Regions from separate parts of the Sus scrofa genome. Here region 1 is linked to region 2. A link is a contact called in public Hi-C data. All regions are on one chromosome and are shown on one strand. The core of a region is the stretch at or near the end of the contact, and the rest is flanking DNA. Distances in the headings are between cores, read along the strand shown. Region 1 has its middle 49 kb from the start of HDAC2. Region 2 has its middle 680 kb from the start of MARCKS.

Region 1 (4,358 bases), core at 1,044-3,543, 740 kb before region 2:
GGCTGGAGCCCGTGGAGTAAAGCACAAGAGAAGAGCGCAAGGCGGAGCTGGGTAGAGGAGCCTGTGGGAGATATCACAGGTAAGACTGAGGCCACTCAGGAGATTGAAGCAGGAAAGTAACGTGACATGGTTCACATTTGAAAACAGTTATTCTGGCTGCCGTGTGGTGACTAAATTGTTGAGAGGCAGGAATGAAAGCAGTAAGACCAGTTAAGGGGATGTGGCACTTTTAATAACTGCCTGCATATTCTGACAGCCCTCCCACCAAGAGGTGGTATCTAGGTCCTCTGCCCTTGGATCTGGGTGGGCTTTGACTGCTTCAACCAAAGCAGTACAGATCTTGCAAGGCTGGGGCATAAAACAGCATTCAGCCTCTTCCTTGTGCTCCTGGGACATGCGCTTCAGGGGAACCCAGCTGCCTTGTAAGAAACCTGACCACCCTGTAACTGCCCTGCTGGAAAGGTCCCTACAAACACTCCAGTTGAGAGTCCTAGCTGAGCCCAGTCTTTCAGCGGCCCTCCCCACCCCCAAGGCACCTGGACACATGAGTGAAGCCATCTTGAAACCTCTGGCCCAGCCCATGCCCAGTGAGCGCCGCTGAGTGACTTCAGGCTGTCTGGGCAGGAGTGAGAGAGTTGCTCAGCTCTGTGGATGCCCCTCAGCCTGCTCAGACTCTGACAACCCACCCTGAGGCTCCTCCAGCTATGGGTACCCTCCTTGGCTCAGCCTTGCCTACAATTTTTCTTCAGAAAGAGAAGGAAAAGAAAGGGAATGGGGTGAGTAAAAGGCCAAACTTGGAGTCCTATTCTCTGTCACTATTAGTGCCTGATTTAAGGCAAGTTATTTCACCTCATCATTCCTTAGTTAGTTTATTAAGTATTAATTTTTATGGGGAAATAAAGTGTCTTTTGTGTGGCCAGTACATCAGAGAAATGGATGTTCATGGGCTCGGTGTGTTCTCATCTTTGAATATCTTTTTTTTTTTTTAATTTTTTTGTCTTTTTGCCATTTCTTAGGCTGCTCCCACGGCATATGGAGGTCCCCAGGCTAGGGGTCTAATCGGAGCTGTAGCTGCCAGCCTACACCAGAGCCATAGCAACAGGGGATCCAAGCCGTGTCTACGACCTACACCACAGCTCACGGCAATGCTGGACCATTAACCCACTGAGCAAGGGCGGGGATCAAACCGCAACCTCATGGTTCCTAGTCAGATTCGTTAACCACTAAGCCACGATGGAAACTCCTCATCTTTGAATATCTTTCTCCTTCATTTCCTGTATTCAATCCATTGGGCTTTATTTGTTTCTTCCTTCACAGTATCTTTAAATTTTGTCTATTTAAGATCATATATTAACATTATATAGTAGGCATTTAAAATACCGTAATTCAGTCTTTTCAAGAATTATACAAGCTGGTTTCACATCCATTTTCTAAGTAGAGAAACATTTGGAGAGGTTGGGGGTCAGAGTTCCCAAGTGGTTGAGCGTTGATTCAAGCCTAGGCCTTTTTTACTCTGAAGTCTGCTTTTCCAAGGAGCATGTGCTGCTTTCTTTCAGTTCTACTGGAATAACCTTCCTCATTTTCCCCATGGACAACAGCCTCTTAGTTTACCTTCCTTTCCTCCAAGTTCTTTCTGCTTTAATCCACACTGCTCAACCCTATACCCTGTCACCAGGTTATCTTATACACATATACTGCCCAAATCAAGGTCCTTAAAAGCTTTTGATTGCATCTGGCAGGGAAGAGAGCTGTGAGGTTCTAGTGGCTTCACAGGACTTTGTGGGGAGAATTTTTCTGCACCCATTAAAATTTTCTAAGAAAAAAGTGTTTGTGAATTATCAGAAGAATATGAGACAGTTAAGACCTTCCAGAGCACTTGAATGCAGGTCAGTGGAATCTAGAGGGCATGGGACATGCGGACGGGATGAGCCAGGGATCCGGTTATTGCTGCTCTCTGTTCCCTCTTGCACGTCAAGGGAAGGTGCGTCCCTCACCACCGCACAGGAGGCCAGGTCTGGGAAACCTACCAACAGTCCACGATGGAAACTGGAAAAGGAAACTGATGTTTTGATTAAGCGAATATTTGAAATTATTTCATTCCAAAGAAAAATACCCCAATTAAAGTGCCAAGCATTCAGTATTCACAAACAGAAAACAGATGCAACATGTGTTCAGTTTGAAACTGACTTGGGAATAACTCTCCCGAAATTGAATGTGGACATATTTAAACAATGTAATTCATAGCAGAGCTCTGGAGGGTTTTCTAAGAGGAGACAAAGGAGTACTATACACACACATTTAGCCATCCCTAGAGTATGGGCATGACCAAATGTAATAAATACATGTCCGCTATTTAGCTCTGCAATTTCCACATGTTTTTTAAGTGACTACATTGCTGATTACATAAGACACTAAAATCTTTTTGGAAATATGTATAGTCATAATGATTTTAGAACCAAATTATAAACATGATTAATGATTGGAAAAAAAAACTTTTTCTGATTCTCAAGTTCCATGCTATCCTTAAAAAAAAAAGAAAAAAAAATCTCTGCTTCCCGCTTTGGAAAGTGAACTTGGAGCCACATTTACTTTCTCTTAGAAACTTCAAAAAATTTTCTCGTCCTTTGATCCTCTTAGGAAAATGGATTTTATCACTCTGAAGAAAATAAAATTCTCAAGGTTCTTGTATCCCTATTGCACAAATATAAAAGTATTTTTGGAGTACAAAAATAGGATCATAGTTTTTTGAAAATAGCTATCAGGGTGGCTAGATTTTAGGTAATCTTCCATCCAAGTGAATCAAAAAGTTTTGGTATATCCATAAAAATACTTCTACATAGTTCTAACTGGAAAGGTGATGGTGGATACCAAATGGTAACATTTTACAGTCAGTACGATCATCAGTATTTTGTATGTTTTTTTTCCAACAAATGAGAGTTCTCATTCTGAATGTGCAGTTTTAGCAACACTTCTCACATTCAAAATAAATTTCTGTAGAATCTATTCAACGAATACATATTGAATGCTCCCTGTGTACAAAACATTGTATACTGTGCTGTTATGAACAGTATAATGTTTAAACTTTTATATTGGTTAATTCATGTGTTACTTTTATTCACTGAATTTTTTTTTTTTTTTTGGCTTTTTAGGGCCACACCCACAGCAAATGGAGGTTTCCAGGCTAGGGGTCCAACTGAAGCTACAGCTGCTGGCCCACGCTGTGGCCACATCAGATCTGAGGGGCATCTGCAACCTACACCACAGCTCACAGCAGTGCTGGATCCTTAACCCACTGAGCGAGGGCAGGGATTGACCCCACAACCTCATAGTTCCTAGTCAGATTTGTATCCACTGCTTCATGATGGGAACTCCCACTGATTTTTTTTTTTTTGAAACAAATTTTCCACCTGATTTTTTAATGCTACTTCCTCACTAATGTACTGTGCAATTGAGCATGTACCCCTGTGGTCCGAATTACTAAAAAGAATGGGTTGAAGATGGTAGATTTTGCATCTAATAAATTTTTTAATAATCAACCCTTTAAAAATGTGGAGTAAGATTAAATGTAAGTAAAACCAGGAACAGATAGATTTATTTTTTTAATGATTTTTATTTTTTTCTTTATAGCTCATTTACATTGTTCTGTCAATTTTCTACAGTACAGCAAACAGACCCAGTCACACACATATATACATTCTTTTTCTCACATTATCCTCCATCGTGCTCCATCATAAGTGATTAAATCTAGTTCCCAGTGCTATGCAGCAGGATTTCATTGCTGATCCATTCCAAAGGCAATAGTTTGCATCTATTAGCCCCAGATTCCCAGTCCATCCCACTCCCTCCCCCTCCCCCTCCCCCCCTTTCCCTTCTGCAACCACAGGTCTATTCTCCAAGTCCATGAGTTTCTTTTCTGTGGAAAGGTTCATTTGTGCTGTATATTAGATTCCAGATATAAGTATGGTATTTGTCTTTTTATGACTTAGTGTGAGAGTGTCTAGTTCCATCTATGTTGCTGCAAATGGCATTATTTTGTTCTTTTTTATGGCTGAGTAGTATTCCATTGTGTATCTATACCACATCTTCTTAGTCCATTCATCTGTCGATGGACATTTAGGTTGTTTCTATGTCTTGGCTATTGTGAATAGTGCTGCAATGAACATGCATGTTCATGTGTCTTTTGCAAGGAAAGTTTTGTCTGAATATATGCCCTAGAGTGGGATTGCTGGGTCGTATGGTAGTTCTATTATTTAGTTTCCTAAGGAAACTGCATACTGTTTTCCATAGTGGTTGTTGTACATTCCCACCAACAGTGTAGGAGTTTTCCCTTTTCTCCACACCCTCTCCAGCATTTGTTA
Region 2 (4,167 bases), core at 1,318-3,817:
CTTCTTTGTTGGGGGGGTCTCTCTTCCTTTACCAGATTACAAATGTTTTCTGATAACTTGTAGGCATGTGATGCTTGTAGAATGAAAAAAAAAAAAATGAATGCAGAGTAACTGATTATGTGGGGTAATCTCTGTGGTACCCCTTAAATTAGTTTTTCTGCATACCTTCTCAACTCTGAAACTCTCCTAATGGAGATACAATCCCTTGCTTGGAGCACCTGTGTTTACTGTTAAAGTTTAATACCCTTAGGATTGAAATTACTCAATCACGTTAAGGTGCTTGCAGATCCATGTGTAAGTTCTGCATACCCTCTCTTGAGAGTAGGTTTTGATTGGAAGAGAAGTAGGAATGTGAACATTGAGGGGAAAATGGCACCAAAGAGACATGACATTTGCAGAAAGAAACTGTCCATTCTGAGAGTTTACCTCTGAGCCACTGTATTGGTCACTTTGATCAGAACAGAATAGAGTCAGACAGAGAACTCTTAGGTTATGGTGAAAGTGTTACCCCTACTCCCACAGATTCAATCTTGCCTCCAGGGTACAAGTGGCTATGGGAATGGAGGCAATAGGAACAATGCACTGTCTGAGCAAGGAGGAAGTAGAGTGAAGGAACTCCTCTATCCTAAGGAGACGCAGTTCCTGATATTTTGAGCAACAGCCAAAACTGTGTTCATTGAAATGGACCTGAGGAGCCAAGATGTGGCCCCATGGGATGGCGAAGATATTCATTGTTTTTCAGACATGTGTAGTTGCAAGCTTGTATGTAGGATGGAGGGAAAAGAAAGGAAAAACGTCATCTTGGAAAAGCTAAAACTAATTTCATGGTATCATAGCTGAAGATTGTAGTCCATGGAATTGAAATAATATTATAGCAAATAGCCAGTGCACCCCTTCAACACAATTTTCCTAGACCTCAGCTACTTCAGCCAGAAGGAAGTAATTCTGGTCTTCAACTGAGAGTTGGAAGGTGTAATGCTTCCAATTTAGAACAAACTCTGAGGTCTGTTTGCCATATGTTTTTTTGTTTTTTTGTTTTTTTGTTTTTTTAGTGAAATAGCTTTGTCAGGCTATCTTTCTTTTGTTTCTTTGCTTTTTTTTAAACCATTAATTTTCACAAAAAATAACTTGGTATGTCAAAAGGACATTTAAAACATACAACCTCTGAGTTGTTTCTATAGTGAAAAAGAAAGCAAAGAAAGAGTTAGGCCAAGACTTCCTCCCAAACTTAAAAGGATTATGACTATTCCATTTCTATAGGCAAACTTACTTCTTTTCTCCAAAATGTAAAATGTTTCCTTTTGTAGTCTTGAGGAGGTTGTGAAGTGATGGCAGGGTGCATACAGGAGGGTTTGTTCTCAATGAGAAGACCCTGTGGGCCTGTGCTGGATGTTCCTGCCTATGATATGGATTATGTTCCTCCTCTTTTTCTCTTTCAAGAATTCTCGATGAGTAAAAAGAATGGCAGATACAGTAGAAAAATAAATAAATAAAAGGTTGAAGAAAAAAAGGAATTGCAGAATATAACTTTCTATACAAATCTACGTTTTAAGATCATGAAACTAGAAATGCAATAGAATGTAGAAACAAATGTCTAAGTTAATGAAAATCCTGGGAAATAGAAATTTGGTTACCATTACTGCAAGGGAGCCAGCTGTTATAATTCTGGCTCAGTTGGGTCTTTAACTTGGGGGGTCCTATTTATTATTTTAGGAATGCCACATAATCAGTGATGCTCTGAGGATACCATCTAAGAAAATACCATCCAGACAAGTTCTGTTATTTCTGTCACTTCCTTTCTTACCAATTCGTCTCTAATTGTTAACAGAAACTCAATTCAAGTGTGTTCCTGATGCTAATAGCATCTACTTTTTCCTGTTTGCAACCACAAACTGAAGAATGCAAGACTAGCTTATATTTTTTAAGAAAGATTCTATTATGTTTTTATGCTCCAGGATGAACCCACAGTAGTTACTTGCTAAAGTTCCCATTTCTGATATGGTAACTTTTATCATGAATTTTAACACAGAAATCATACATTAGTTCAGAAAATGCAATGCCTGCTTCAGCTGTCAGTTTCAGAAGAGCAGAGTATGCTCTAAAATGTCTAGGAATTGTCTTTGAGTGAAACTTTGTTTGGATAATATTTTACAGTATCCAGCTTCTTTTTATTGGCAAATCCCTTGTCATTATTATTATTTCACACCAAGAGCCCATATCCTGCTACAAAGCACAGTAAGGAGTAGCGTATGTAAAAACAATTTGTACTGTGGAATTTATATCCTAAAATTCCTTCCTTTTGAGATATGTGAAATTTGAGCTCCTGTGGTTCTGAGGAGCTTGATACTGTGACAGATTTTGTGTGTGTGTGTGTGTGTGTGTGTGTGTGTGTACTGGGGAACGGGTGATGGGAAGGCAAAGAAATAGTTTGGAATGGAAAGATTCTCATGACACGTGGGCTGATGGAAATGAAGCATTAAATTCCAGAGCATTCTGAAACATCTTCCCTCAGCATTCAGGCTCCTAGAGATTACCATAATTTTTTCAGAGGAGAATTTTGTTTTCAATTTCTAACAGCCAGGATGATGCAAAAGCCCAGTGGAACTTCAGCACGTAGAGCAGGAGGAGACGTCCAGTCAGAAACCCTTCATCATATCTTGTGTTTTATTATATGCTACGTGGCATGAACCTAATACTTGTTTTTATTAAACTCTGAGTATGGTTCCCATTCAGAGGCATGTGCAGCCAAGCAGACATTTTAAATAGCTGAAGGATAAACTATGAAAAGATTTAGGGTATCTGTCTAGGCCAGCTCTGTGGAGCTATGGCTTACCTAGGAGCTGCGGCTTATATATAGTGTGTGCTTCAAGATGAACAAGGAGACTTTTCCCAGAGCTGCAGCACAAAGTGAAATGCTTCCAGGAGGTTTTAATTTCAGCAGCAGTGTAAGCAAACACCCCATCCTTTTCTGTGAAATTATAACTTCAAATTCCAAGCACCTGGGAAATTCCCAGGAGTTCAGCTGGAACAGTTATATTCCAGAACTCTGCCAGCAAGCCCTGGCAGCCAACTCTGGCCTGAGAAACCTCAGTCCTGGAAGAATCCAACTCTGCCTGTCTCCATACGTACCCACACAGTCCTGCACAGATAGGAGAAAAAAAAAACCCACAAAACTGGGGAGATTTGTGCCCCTTTAAATCTGTGGACACCCTTCTTAATGGGGCTTTTAACACTTCATAGAAATTCTAATGAGATTTTTCTGTGAGCTTGCTTTCCCACTTCTGGAATGGCAATTTAAAACATTTTCCACTCAACTCACATCTGTAATTTGCTTTCTTCTTGTTCCTAGCAGATGTCTTACTTCACAGAAAATTAAAATAGAAACCATAAAAGCAAACCTCTTCAACTTCCTGCCATCACAGCTACAAATCTACCTCAATTTGCCCCCTTTCCTTTTCCCCACTCCTCTTGTCACAAGGTAGATAATCCCCCTTCCCCCAGTTACCTCTCCTCTGGGCTTCCCAAGGGAGGCCACAGTCCTTCTCAGAAACTAGGTGTGCCCTCAGCACACCTCTTTTCCGGGTTAAGGCAGAGGCTTCCTTAAGGCACTCCACTCTCCTCCTGCTCCTCTACTCCACCCAAATTGCAACCAGAGAGAACCTGTTACCCATCCCAGGGCCATGCCACTGTCCTGCCCTAAACCTTCCACTAGGGCCTGAGTGGTGACCAACACCCACACAATTCATAGGTTGAATCCCTGAAACCTAATACCTCAGAATGTAGCTGTATTTGGAGATAAGAGTTTTTGAAGAGATTCTTAAGTCAGAATGAGGTTATTAGGTGGCCCCCCATTGAATAGCACTGACGTTCTTTTTTTTTACAGTGTTATATCAATTTCGGCTGTACAGCAAAGTGACCCAGTCATACATACACATGAATTCTTTTTTCGTATTACCTTCCTTCGTGTTCTATCCCAAGAGATTGGATGGAACTCTGTGGTGTTCTTATATGATCAGCAGAGTAGAATACAGATTCACACTGAGAAAAGACCACATGCAGACACAGGAAGAAAACAGCCAATGACAAGCCAAGGAAGGAGGCCTCAGCAGAAACCAACCCTGCTAACATTCAATCTTGTACTTCCAGCTTCTAGAAGTGGAAGAAAAT

The links. A called contact is a pair of places that touch in the nucleus more often than the background predicts.
Region 1: a Hi-C map of fetal skeletal muscle shows a contact between it and region 2, with 1.8 times the contacts expected there. The contact joins two enhancer-like sites. A contact is called at or near these places in 2 of 47 Hi-C or Micro-C datasets (embryonic fibroblasts and fetal skeletal muscle).

Annotation. Positions count from the first base shown.
Region 1 is chr1:79,850,711-79,855,068 of Sscrofa11.1, reverse strand. No RefSeq gene overlaps it. Among named protein-coding and RNA genes, the nearest start is that of HDAC2, 49 kb to the left of the region's middle. Within about 2 kb of position 2,293, at least 2 of the 83 cell types and tissues checked have an H3K27ac peak or open chromatin away from gene starts, as enhancers often do. A contact at or near this core is called in fetal skeletal muscle, where this site is marked.
Region 2 is chr1:79,108,226-79,112,392 of Sscrofa11.1, reverse strand. No RefSeq gene overlaps it. Among named protein-coding and RNA genes, the nearest start is that of MARCKS, 680 kb to the left of the region's middle. Within about 2 kb of position 2,567, at least 11 of the 83 cell types and tissues checked have an H3K27ac peak or open chromatin away from gene starts, as enhancers often do. A contact at or near this core is called in fetal skeletal muscle, where this site is marked.